Linked DNA regions of Zea mays: region 2 is linked to region 1. The links are chromatin contacts, called in public Hi-C maps. All regions are on one chromosome and are shown on one strand. Each heading gives the region's core, a stretch centred on a gene start, on an enhancer-like site or on the middle of the called end of the contact. The rest is flanking DNA. Distances are from core to core; before and after follow the strand shown.

Region 1 (3,108 bases), core at 86-2,585:
GACAGGCCTAGGCCCCAAGCCGGGGTAGACCACTCGTCCTCCCATGGCCACTGATAGCCATATGGATTCTGTCTGACCCGTTATGAGTGGGTACCCCATATTTAAGGTATCGATAGTGGTGTACCATGATATTTTTTTCCTACTGATAGGAAAGATCTAACAGGTCCTTGAAACTCTTTTTTGTTTTGTTAAATAGTTTCATTACCTTAGAAAAAAATCTTTAGCTTACTACTAAAAGCAACATGAAGAGTCTAATCTAATCAAAAGAAATCATTTGAAATATCTAATGTAAACTTAGGGAGTAACATTGTAGTCGTCATTGTCAAAGCATTTGTAAGGTATTGAGATGATGATAATATGTGTGTTATCCATTTCCTTGTAATTATTGTTTGCTAGTAACATTTTTGTATTAGTGTACCATACGCGTAATAATATGGTCACGGCGTCTTTATTGACGTCGTACATGCCCCGCTCGTGGGTCACGGCCCTGCGGGCCCGTCTCCTCCGGCTGGGCTGGAACGGCACTGGCGCACCGCGCACGGCAGCCCAAGTCGGCTGTCACCCGTAGCCTCGATTCCACCAAGAAAAAACAAAAAGCGTCTCGTATCGTATCGCCTCTCCGTTCCGTGACTTTGGGTCTCGCGCCATTTGTCCACCCGCCCCTACCCTATCCAACTTCCCTTCCTTTCCCTTTACTACTTCCTCTGCTTTGGTTGCTTGGCTGCTGCCGTTTGCTTCGCCGCCTCGTGTCCTGTCTTCGGCTGCTCCTTCCGTGCCGTCGAAGCATCTTCCGCTCCCACCTATAGATGTCCAAACGGGCTGCCCGGCCCGGTCCGGCCCGGGTCCGGTGAAGCCTGGCCCGTTTTGGGCCCGGCCCGCTAGGCACGATTAAAAACCGGTCCGGGCCGGCTAAGCACGCGGGCTCAATTCCTTGTCCGAGCCCGGCCCGCAACGGGCCTAAACGGGCCGGGCCGGCCCGTTTAGCACGAAAAAGCGGGCCGAAAAGCGGGCTATGCGGGCCGAAAAGCACGTTTTAGTGTAAAAAAAGCGGGCTTAACGGGCTTAGAGCTAAACGAGCCGTGCCGGGCTAGCCCACCGTGCCTAATTTCCTGTCCGAGCCCGGCCCGCTTATTCGTGCCGGGCCGGCCCGGGCCCGCATATAACCGGGCCATGCCGGGCTCGGACTGGGCCCAAAAAACGGGCTTCGTGCCGGGCTCGCGGGCTTCGTGCTGGGACATCTATACTCCCACCTCTGTTTCTTAGATTCGGCCCGCGGGCGAGCACAGACAAAACCCCGCACTTTTAGCGTTCTCTCGCGCATTTCGTTTCTTGGTGGGGTGGGTGGGAGTGGGACTGGAAGAGGAAGAGCGCGTGCAGCTTCTGGTTCCTGTTTCCCGTTTCCGTTCCCTCCCGCTTAAAATCTTCAAAACTGCCGAGATTGAAGGTTTCCTCTTTGTCCCCAAGAAGCGAGAGGGGAAAGGCGTTTCATTTGGGGGAAGGACGAAGGAGGGCGGCCGCCGGCCAGCGCCAGGCCCCAACCATGGGGAAGCCCCCGGGGGCCAGGAATCCGGCGGAGGCGGAGGCCGATGGCGACGACGCGGTGTTCCTCGAGCTGTCGCGGGAGCTCAAGGAGGAGGGCACGCGGCTGTTCAACAGGCGGGACTTCGAGGGCGCGGCGTTCAAGTACGACAAGGCGGTCCAGCTGCTCCCCGCCGGGCGGCGCGTCGAGGCGGCGCACCTCCGGGCCAGCATCGCGCACTGCTACATGCGCATGAGCCCCGCGGAGTTCCACCACGCCATCCACGAGTGCAACCTCGCGCTGGAGGCGGTGCCCAGGTACAGCAGGGCGTTGCTCCGCCGGGCCGCCTGCTTCGAGGCGCTGGGCAGGCCCGACCTGGCGTGGGGGGACATCCGGACGGTGCTGCGTTGGGAGCCCGGCAACCGCGCCGCGCGCCAGATCTCGGACAGGGTGCGTACGGCATTGGAGGATAAGGGTATCTCGGTTGCCTTGGATGTGCTGCCAGAGGATGAGAATGAGATTGCTAGCGCCAAAGGAGAGGAGAGGAAGAAATCTCGTAATAAGCGTTTTGATTCGGTTGCGGGGGGGCGGGAGGGTGAAAATGGTATTGCGCTACTAGAATCTGCTTCCACGGAGAAGCAGGCTGGCCCGAGACAAACAAATGGAACAGGGAATCATCAGGATCATACTGAAGATAGTGAATCCAATGGTCTCGAGAAGCTAGAACAAAGTACTGAGACGGGAGAGAAGGACATGGGCAAAAAGCGAGGTGCACACGCTGCTGGAAAGAAACCGAGGTGTGGTGAGAGCAAGCAGCAAAAGCATTCTGCAGTGAATCATTGTCAGGACAACATTGGTGCCAAGGAGGAAGTCATGAAGGATGTGAAGCTGGTCTTTGGAGAGGACATCAGGTGTGCTCAGATGCCAGCTAACTGCTCTCTGCCACAATTGAGAGAAATAGTTCAGAACAAATTCCCGTCACTGAAAGCGTTTCTGATCAAGTATAAAGACAAAGAAGAAGACTTGGTGACGATAACCTTGTCTGAGGAGCTAAGCTGGGCAAGCAATCTGGCAGTTTCGCAAGTGCCAATCCGATTCTATGTTGTAGAGGTTAATCATGTTCAAGAGCTTGGTGTGGATGGGGTCAGGAGACGTCCTTCCTTTGCCACGTTAGAGAGAAATCGTGATATCATGTTGGATAATGGGACCATTGGGCATGATGTTGAGCATAAGCATTACGCTGATGACTGGATGGTACAGTTTGCACAGATATTTAAGAATCATGTTGGTTTTAGTTCTGATGCATATCTGGATCTCCATGACCTTGGCCTGAGACTGCACTATGAGGCTATGGAAGACACAATACAAAGAGAAGAGGCACAGGAAATATTTGAGGTTGCAGAGTCCAAATTTAAGGAGATGGCAGCACTGGCATTGTTTAACTGCGGCAATGTCCACATGTCTCGTGCAAGAAGAAGGCCATGCTTGGCTGAAGATCCTTTACAGGAATTTATACTTGAGAAAGTCAATGTTTCATATGATTGGGCATGCACAGAATATGCCAAAGCTGGTGCAATGTTTGAAGAAGC
Region 2 (3,181 bases), core at 184-2,683, 160 kb before region 1:
TAAGTTAATTGTACTGATAGTTGATATCTAACTACTATTTTGTGTATCAAATGAAAATGTTGGAACTAAAGGATCGGATAGTATAGGTGTCTTATGAACCTGTTCTGGCTGGCAAAATTAACCAGAAATATGGATTTGCCACTTCAACTATGTCAGCAGATTTGCGCATTTGCCACTCCATCGTCTTCAACTGAATCTCTGACTGCGTACTTGCAACTGAATCTCTGACTGCGTACTTGAATTATGAATTTATGATAACTCGCTAATTTTTTATAACTAGTCCAATGCACGTGCATTCCAAATATTTCTTTATAATAGGTTAGGGTCTTTAATTAATTTAGTTTGAAATTGAGTAGAAATAGAGTTTGATCGTAATCCGGTAATCCGATTTGATTCTTAAATTTTAGGAGCAATTGTGTTTCTATCCTTGATGGAAGTGCAACGACTTTGTGATTTCATGTCTTTTTTAAAACAAAAAACAAGTCTATCTCCGCTTATGTTAGATGGAAGTAATGGTGTGAAATAGGACATATAAAGACATTTATTCTTTCGTCGTAAATATGATTTTGCGCCCTTCTTTAGAATCTGTCTGTTCTATAATTGTGATTTTACCCCTGTTTTTTCAAAGAAGGGGCAAAATCATAATTACGATCTAAGGGTAAAATTTGTCTATGTATGTCCTATTTCACATCTTTATTATCATCTAATAGAAGCAGGGACAAACTTATTTTTCATTTTAAAAAAAGTGACCCAAAATCACAAAGTCGAATTTTGAGGGGCAAAATCACATTTGTACTTCGGCTCTAAAATTTATATAGTGTAAAATTTAGAGTCTATTACCATCCCTACTTCTACGTGCGTTGTGCCGACACACAATCATATTTGATATCCATAAAAAAATTAATATCAAAGCGAACATATTGTCCATATATTAAATAATAAACTAATAAAAATAAATATTACACTTTATCTTAGCCACCAGCTAGAGAAAGATGAGTTAAAAAATGAGCCCGACTCCTTTTTTATAGTTTACTCGGTCGCTCGTACTTCTTCAGCTAGCGAGGTGATATTACTTGGAGCGCTACGTGGGTCTTCTTGTCGTATTGGGCTTCGAATGATTTCTCATAGCCCATCTTTAGTGTAACGACTCAAATCGTGAGTATGATTGTTGGTCATACATAACACTATTTGTACTTTAGAGTTTACTGTTTATAAAGTAGAATTTTAAAATAGAGATGGAATAAGAGTTAAGATAAGCTCTGGAGACGGCTAACCGCCTAACCCACCCGAATCTCACAGCATCAAGGCGGGCCTCTTGCCTGAGATCACAGTGACAATCGAATCGGGCCGTTCGTTTGTTTGGGCAGCCTTCCGTTGCACGGACGCGATTTGTCCCCAAACCACTACCAGGAGAAGGCTCTGTTCTGTAACCCAATCAGTCATCACCGCCGCCCGACGGACTGTGTCCCCACTCCCCAGTGAGCCGCCGTGACCTCCCAGCCGCCCCATGCTCACCCTCCCCGGTACCCTCCGCCGCGCGCGCGCTCCTCCTGGCCTCCCTCCCCGCCGCCACCTCTCCCGCCTCCTGGACCGTTACGGCTTCGTGGCCCCGGACTCCCTCACCCCGGCCCCGCGAGAACCTCACAGCGACACCGCCGACTCCGCCGCCGCTGCGAAGAAGCGCCGCGCGAAGAAGCCGCCCTACCGCCCTCCGTCCTCGCTGGACCGTGGCGGTCGCCCGCCCGCGCACTCCGACCTCCCCTTCGACTTCCGCTTCAGCTACACCGAGAGCACCCCGGCCTCCAAGCCCATCGGGCTGCGCGAGCCCAGGTACTCCCCGTTCGGGCCCGGGCGGCTCGACCGGCCCTGGACGGGGCTCTGCGCGCCCGCCGTCGACGCTACCCTGCGGGACGTCGAGGCAGAGGACCCCCTTCCCGACGCCGAGAGGGGGCTTGAGGAGGCGCGCCGGCGAGAGCGGGAGCGGGTACTGGGAGAGCCTCTCACCCCCGCGGAGCGTGCGTTCTTGGTCGACAGGTGCCAGAAGAACCGCACCAAGCGTCAGATCAACCTTGGTAGGATTTTGCTCGGCTTCGGCGCGAAGCAAAGGATGCATTTCAAACTGTCGTGATGAATGATGTTTGTCAATTTCTCTAGGGAGAGATGGGTTTACTCACAACATGCTAAGCGACGTTCACAACAACTGGAAGACCTGCGAGGCCGTCAGGATAAAATGCCTCGGCGTGCCAACGGTCGATATGCAAAACGTGTGCCATCAGCTTGAGGTATAGCACTGGTTGTAACATTTTAAGTAGTTATGGTTGTCGATATGCAAACCATTTTTGGAGTTATGGTTTGATGTCACTGGTTGCAACATTTGGTTTTTGAGGACAAGCATAACTATGTCTACTTCTTGTCCAGGATAAAACTGGTGGCCTGATCATCCACCGGCATGGTAGCCTGTTGATACTGTACAGGGGTAGGCACTATAATCCAAAGAAAAGACCTGTTGTTCCGTTGATGCTGTGGAAGCCTGCTGAACCTGTTTACCCGAGGCTAATCAAAACGACAATAGAAGGGCTCACAGTTGAGGAGACAAAGCAAATGAGGAAGAAGGGCCTACATGTTCCTGTTTTGACAAAACTTGGTATTTTTTTCCTCCCCTTCTCCACCTATATGTATTGTAAGGAATAAGTGTGTGAAACAACCATTCTATCTCGCAGCCAAGAATGGATATTATGCTAGTCTCGTGCCAATGGTCCGGGATGCCTTTTTGACGGATGAGCTGGTTCGAATAGACTGCAAAGGATTGCCAAAAAGTGACTATAAGAAGATTGGAGTTAAGCTCAGGGTGAGTGTATGGCTACCTGTTCAAACTACATATGTGATTTAAAAATCATTTATAACTGAGTATACTCCACACTCTTATTTTGGTTTAGGACCTTGTTCCTTGCATTCTTGTCTCATTTGACAAGGAGCAAATCATTGTTTGGAGGGGAAATGAAGATGGGAGCCTACAAGATCGAACACAGAAGTCATTCCTTTCATTTATCGACTCAGATGTTGCATCAGTGAAGGATGAGACTGGTGATCAGGAACAAATACCAAGTGATTTGTCATATGATGGGTGTTCTGAGATGAAGTGCCAAATTACAAAAGTAATTTAGGACCTAGACTCTTTTAG

Evidence for each region. A called contact is a pair of places that touch in the nucleus more often than the background predicts.
Region 2: a Hi-C map of tassel shows a contact between it and region 1, with 3 times the contacts expected there. The contact joins the promoter of LOC100272285 here to the promoter of LOC103641203 in region 1. A contact is called at or near these places in 13 of 25 Hi-C or Micro-C datasets (bundle sheath, ear, endosperm and 5 more).

What each region holds. Positions count from the first base shown.
Region 1 is chr10:72,298,862-72,301,969 of Zm-B73-REFERENCE-NAM-5.0, reverse strand. It overlaps LOC103641203 (Octicosapeptide/Phox/Bem1p (PB1) domain-containing protein / tetratricopeptide repeat (TPR)-containing protein), which reads left to right and starts at 1,335. Exons shown (of 3, transcript NM_001397162.1): 1 at 1,335-3,108. The coding sequence starts at 1,541.
Region 2 is chr10:72,458,563-72,461,743 of Zm-B73-REFERENCE-NAM-5.0, reverse strand. It overlaps LOC100272285 (CRS2-associated factor 1 mitochondrial), which reads left to right and starts at 1,433. Exons shown (of 5, transcript NM_001146772.1): 1 at 1,433-2,072; 2 at 2,155-2,282; 3 at 2,419-2,644; 4 at 2,721-2,848; 5 at 2,937-3,181. The coding sequence starts at 1,508. The coding sequence ends at 3,164. It overlaps LOC103641205 (somatic embryogenesis receptor kinase 2-like), which reads left to right. Exons shown (of 11, transcript NM_001326455.1): 11 at 1-148.